Regions from separate parts of the Sus scrofa genome. Here region 2 is linked to region 1. Evidence: chromatin contacts called from public Hi-C data. All regions are on one chromosome and are shown on one strand. Each heading gives the region's core, a stretch centred on a gene start, on an enhancer-like site or on the middle of the called end of the contact. The rest is flanking DNA. Distances are from core to core; before and after follow the strand shown.

What was found. Hi-C and Micro-C count contacts between places; a contact is called where the count stands out from the background.
Region 2: a contact with region 1 is called in a Hi-C map of embryonic fibroblasts, with 2.8 times the contacts expected there. The contact joins the promoter of LOC110261483 here to the promoter of LOC110261482 in region 1. A contact is called at or near these places in 2 of 5 promoter capture datasets (fetal liver and liver), 20 of 47 Hi-C or Micro-C datasets (adipocytes, adipose tissue, alveolar macrophages and 10 more) and 2 of 2 datasets of contacts at active chromatin or transcription factors (alveolar macrophages and skeletal muscle).

Annotation. Positions count from the first base shown.
Region 1 is chr7:20,787,605-20,790,525 of Sscrofa11.1, reverse strand. It overlaps LOC110261482 (histone H2A type 1-C), which reads right to left and starts at 1,376. Exons shown (of 2, transcript XM_021098432.1): 1 at 233-1,376. The coding sequence starts at 757. The coding sequence ends at 365. It also overlaps the pseudogene LOC110261485.
Region 2 is chr7:20,728,965-20,731,885 of Sscrofa11.1, reverse strand. It overlaps LOC110261483 (histone H2A type 1), which reads left to right and starts at 1,420. Exons shown (of 1, transcript XM_021098433.1): 1 at 1,420-1,946. The coding sequence starts at 1,497. The coding sequence ends at 1,889. It also overlaps the pseudogene LOC110261489.

The sequences.
Region 1 (2,921 bases), core at 127-2,626:
GCCTTTGCCCTCACGAACCAGTTTGCTAGTCAAGTTTATAGGAACCACCAAATACCTCTGCAGGTAAGCCACACAAGTTACTGATCAAAACCACATCACTCGACTATCTTAAATACGTAGCAACTTGGCTTATCATTAGATTTCCTGCAAAGGCACACTTCTATTTACATCTCAAACTTTTTCTAAAAACCTAAAGTTTTTATTATCCCAGCTCCGGTAAAAATTAACTTACCTTTGCCTCGCCTTTTTCTTTCCCCTTTCATCTATAATGTCACTAGCTCTTTTTTTTGAAATAGTGGGGGGCTCTGAAAAGAGCCTTTGGGTTTGAAAGCACTTCCGGAAACCCTGGTACTGGTCTAATTAATCACTTGCCCTTGGCCTTGTGGTGGCTCTCGGTCTTCTTGGGCAGCAGCACGGCCTGGATGTTGGGCAGGACGCCGCCCTGAGCGATGGTCACGCGGCCCAGTAGCTTATTGAGCTCTTCGTCGTTGCGGATGGCCAGCTGCAGGTGGCGCGGGATAATGCGGGTCTTCTTGTTGTCGCGAGCCGCGTTGCCAGCCAACTCCAGGATCTCAGCTGTCAGATACTCCAACACCGCCGCCAGATATACCGGAGCGCCAGCGCCCACCCGCTCGGCGTAGTTGCCTTTGCGAAGCAGGCGGTGCACTCGGCCCACCGGGAACTGGAGTCCGGCGCGCGAGGAACGAGACTTGGCCTTGGCCCGAGCCTTTCCTCCTTGTTTGCCACGTCCCGACATAGGAAAAAAATAAAAAGAAAATAAACAAGACAAGACCAGTCGTTATGGAAGACCAAGTCTACAACTAGGTAAGACACAGCCGCTTTTATAGGCATTTCCTGGGGAGTAAATTCTGTTGCCTGATTGGCTATTAACCAGACACAGTCAAGTAGCCAATAGAAAAGCTTTATTTCCATCCCTCATTTGCATAGTTCTGCCCATAGATGACAGCCTTGCTGTTTTTCTTCCAATTAACTAAGACACGCTCTGCATCCCTCATTAGCATAAAGGCCCTATAAGTACCAGAAATCCGCTTCCTGCTTTCATTTTGATCTTGGTTTTTTTTCAGGTTCAAAATGCCTGAGCCAGCGAAGTCCGCTCCCGCTCCGAAGAAGGGCTCCAAGAAGGCGGTTACCAAGGCCCAGAAAAAGACGGTAAGAAGCGAAAGCGCAGCCGCAAGGAGAGCTACTCCGTGTACGTGTACAAGGTGCTGAAGCAGGTCCACCCGGACACCGGCATCTCGTCCAAAGCCATGGGCATCATGAACTCCTTTGTCAACGACATTTTCGAGCGCATCGCCGGCGAGGCCTCGCGGCTGGCGCATTACAACAAGCGCTCGACCATCACGTCCCGGGAGATCCAGACGGCCGTGCGCTGCTGCTGCCTGGGGAGCTGGCCAAGCACGCCGTGTCCGAGGGCACCAAGGCTGTCACCAAGTACACCAGCTCGAAATAAATTGCCAAGTAAGCATCTTTACACTTACCCCAAAGGCTCTTTTCAGAGCCACCCACATGTCCACAAAGAGAGCTGCAATCTCTAACACTTGGTTTTGTGTGATTGCGTGAGTGGTAGAGTTATTTGTAACTTTGTAATTGGGTGTAAGGTGTTACACAATTAAAACCGCTGCTGTGTTGTTGACACGGTCATGCCAAAGTGTTAATCACTGTTTTCTGCCTTAGGGCTTAGCCCCCAAGTGTAAAGTCCACTCTATTTTGTGGGTTGCAGTGATCAGTGTGCTGCAGTTGGTCTGGGGTGATTGGAACATGAAAAACCTGCTTAGGTTTCTGGTGCCTTGTGTAACCAGTACAGTCAGAATTGAATGCTTTAGGGACGCTTGCAATTTGACAAAAGCTTCCTGTAAGTTCGGGAAACTAGGCGGGAAGAGAGCAGGGGCGCTGTGGATGGAACTTGGCAATACAAAGTGTCTAATAGAGAAACTTCCTTACCTGGCAGTCCTGGGCGGGGGGAGATGGTTCCTGAGAAATTCCGCATTCCCTTAAGCACTTGGTCATTTTTGCTCTAAGGGAAGATTTTGAGGTGAGTGAAACACATTTTCCATTTTATTTTATTCGTCTAGAACACATTTTCTGAACCTAGGAGTAAAATTTGCTTTTTTTGTAAAAAAGTGGGACAATACAGGAGGTAAAATTGGCTACAAAGAGAACAAGGCTTTTTCATTTGTTTTGGTGTTTTTTTGGTAGGATTTGGGGTAAGATAGCGTATCATTTAGATTGCTTAACATAAAGACCCGGTGATCTTAAATGTGCTGTTTTCTTTTGACATCTTGGAAAAATACTGAGGCCTGTCTGGTGCTAGACAGACAATTTGAGCAGGACTTCACCATCATTGGCTGTCTAACCTGGAAGTTACCTGAGAAATGAGGGGCAGCCCTGGCCCAATTAAGGCAGAAGTGCAAATATATAGGACAATGACAGATGCTTGTCACAGGAGATCAGCCAAATTTTAAGATTCCCCAAGTCCTTAAACAACTAAAACAGATTTTTTTTCTCTGCCCCTAGTGAGCCTGCCCAAGGACTTAATTGTCCCAAGTCAGACAAATGTCTCCTCACTGCCAATCTGTTTACACCATAAATGTCCAAACAGATTCACTATTCCCAGAACGACTGCAAGTTGATTGGTTTGTTTTCTTCTCTTCCCTTTTTTCCTTATAAATAAATTCTGGTTTGTCTCTATTAGATGAAGTAGTTCTGTTGCTTGATTTCTCTTCAGTACGAGAGCAGGCTGGCTAATCATTAATTCCTTTACCATTTATTTTTTGACGATTCCACCAAGACATTGTTTACCTGACTCCTACCACAGTAATCAAAAGAAGTTCAGGAACTTGGCCAGCCCTGGCTACTGAGTTTTCTGTTCATCTTCCCTTGACTCTTGCATACTAAAATTT
Region 2 (2,921 bases), core at 171-2,670, 59 kb after region 1:
CTGCAGCTCCAATTCAACCCATAGCCTGGGAACTTCCATATGCCGTGGGTGTGGCCCTAAAAAAAAAAAAAGTCATGAAATAATAATTTGCCTCCATCTGGACCCCATTTATGAGACTGACGCGCTGCTACTGTGCTAAGAAGTCACTGACAGGACCCCATTTATTTCTATCTCATGTATCATTAAGAGAAAAAAGAGTTTTGTTCATAACCTCTCTTGATTTTCTGATGGTTTAAGACCAGACAGACTCTACAGTAATATTAGTATAATGTTTAATAATACATATGTTAATCTCTCTCTCTCTCTCTTTTTTTTTTTAGTGCTACATGTGCAGCATATGGAAGTTTCCAGGCTACCGGTCGAATTAGAGCTACAGCTGCCCACCTGCACCACAGCCACAGCAACTTGGGATCAAGCTGGGTCTGCGACCAACACTGAAGCTCAGGGCCTGACCCACTGAGAGAGGCAAGGTTGGACTCCACATCCTCATGGTCGGATTTGTTTCCGCTGCTCCAAATGGGAACTCCATCGTTAATCTCATTTTGAGTACTTCTGTGCTATGTGTTTGTTCCCTTATTTCCTAAAAGTCCCAAGACTTCATGTACTTATGTGCTGCAAAGTTCTCAGCCTTCTAAGAGCAAGAGGTCCAGTGTAGGAAGATGGAGTTTACTGAAGTACTTACAATACGGTATTTGGCATGAAAGTGAGAAAATGAGGGTAAGACGGTTGGCAGTGGCACTGGGGAATGATGACGACTTTCTCAGTTCAGAGTCCTTGGTCCCATTAACTCAGGTTTACTTTGGACAAAGTGAACAAACTGAGTCTTTCTGTTTCAAAATCTCTAAGACGAGGATAGTGTTTACTGTGCGTACCTTCCAGGATCATATATCGTCTAAAGGCGGTAGATGAATAAAACGGAAGATTTGCTGGATTATCCAATTCTTGCCTTCAGTTTCCATTGCTCAAATAGTTTAAGAAGACTTGGACCAGGACAAAGAATTGCTTGTTTCCTGTCTACCTCTTTTTTTTTTTTTTTGCAAGAGTTAAAGAGCTGGAACAGTTAAAGCAATGCCTGGCATAGAAGTACCTATCCTTTAAATGTTACCTATTTATAAATTGTTATGTGTGTATGCCTTTCCAAAAATCATGAGTCACAATCCCAGTAGCCAAGTGTAAGAACGATGAGAATAATCATTCCTGCATCTGACTGCGTTTAAGGATAGCACTTTGAGAAAACTAAATAGATTCAGTTGTTACTATTACAAAGACACATCAGACAAGATAATACACGAGCAAACAGAACTGACACTAGATGGGAATGCTGTATGCAAATGAAGGATTCTGGTTCTGATCTCCCATTGGTTATTTAATAATAGCCAATGGGAGAATTGCACGCAGTCTCCCTCCAGTTAGTATAAATACTTCTTTCGCCCTCATCTTCGCTCTATTTCGCTTTCTCTTTTGTTTAGAAAGGCTTTCTGTTTTCCTTAGCAGTTATGTCTGGCCGTGGCAAACAGGGTGGTAAGGCTCGCGCTAAGGCTAAGACTCGGTCCTCTCGGGCTGGTCTTCAGTTCCCCGTGGGTCGAGTGCACCGCTTGCTCCGCAAAGGCAACTATTCCGAGCGGGTTGGTGCTGGGGCTCCGGTGTACCTGGCGGCAGTGCTGGAGTACCTTACCGCCGAGATCCTGGAGTTGGCGGGCAATGCAGCTCGCGACAATAAGAAGACTCGCATCATTCCGCGCCACTTGCAGCTGGCCATCCGCAACGACGAAGAACTTAACAAGTTGTTGGGTCGGGTGACCATCGCTCAGGGCGGAGTGTTACCAAATATCCAGGCAGTGTTGCTCCCTAAAAAGACTGAGAGCCACCACAAAGCCAAGGGCAAGTAAAGTATTACTTGTTTGGCAAGGTATTTTGCTTCCTATCAAGAAAAAAAAAAAAAAAAAGGCTCTTTTCAGAGCCACCCATCTTTTCTACTTAAAGAGCTGTTATGCTTTTAATTACTCTCCCCTTATATGAAGGTTTCGGTACCAGGGTAGAAGTCAAAGCTAGCAAGTGAATTACCCGAAAGAAATCTTTAGCCCCAGTAATTGTTCTTGAGGACTTTACCTGTGACATAACCATTTTACTCTAAACTGCCATCCCTGTCCCAGTGGTGAGAGCTTGGGATTTTTCCTTCTGAGTGAGAGAAGGTTATTAGTGATAAGCACAGATTTCTTTAAGGTTAACTTTCGTCAAAAATGCAACACAAAAATAAATATGCATCTAGATTCAGGAGTTTATAAAAGCATTACACATTTTATCGAGTAGATGAGAGTAAATTATAGATCCTTGACACTCCCCTTTAGTTTCAAAATCGTCTCCCTGATTGTCCACAATATTCGTGCCACACCCAAGAAAACCTTAATATTTTAGATGCTACCCAAATGTAAATTTCCCTAAGCATTTCTAAAATATCTTTGGTTTTTGAACTCAACAAAACCCGTTGACGAAGTTCTTGTTGTTTTGTGCGATTATTTTGTAAATTTTAAGAATTCTAGGGCTTTTGAATGCAAGATTATTGTCCACAATAGATATAGAGGCGAAAGGGTAAATAAGATGACGTCAGGGCGTCAGAGTCTTTTTGGTGAACTCATTCACCAATCTGAAAGCCGCTCTTGAGCCCCACAGGCTCAGAAGTAGACCAATCAGGGGAGGGCGCGGGAACGTTTGAATGTTCTTGGGCCCAATAGTCGGAGGTCTAGCTGTATAAAAGAACGGTGGCTGACTCCTTCTCACTAGTTGCTGTAAGACAAACTCCTTGCTTGTTAGTTATGGCTCGTACCAAGCAGACCGCTCGCAAGTCCACCGGCGGCAAGGCGCCGCGCAAGCAGCTGGCCACCAAGGCGGCCCGCAAGAGCGCGCCCGCCACCGGCGGCGTG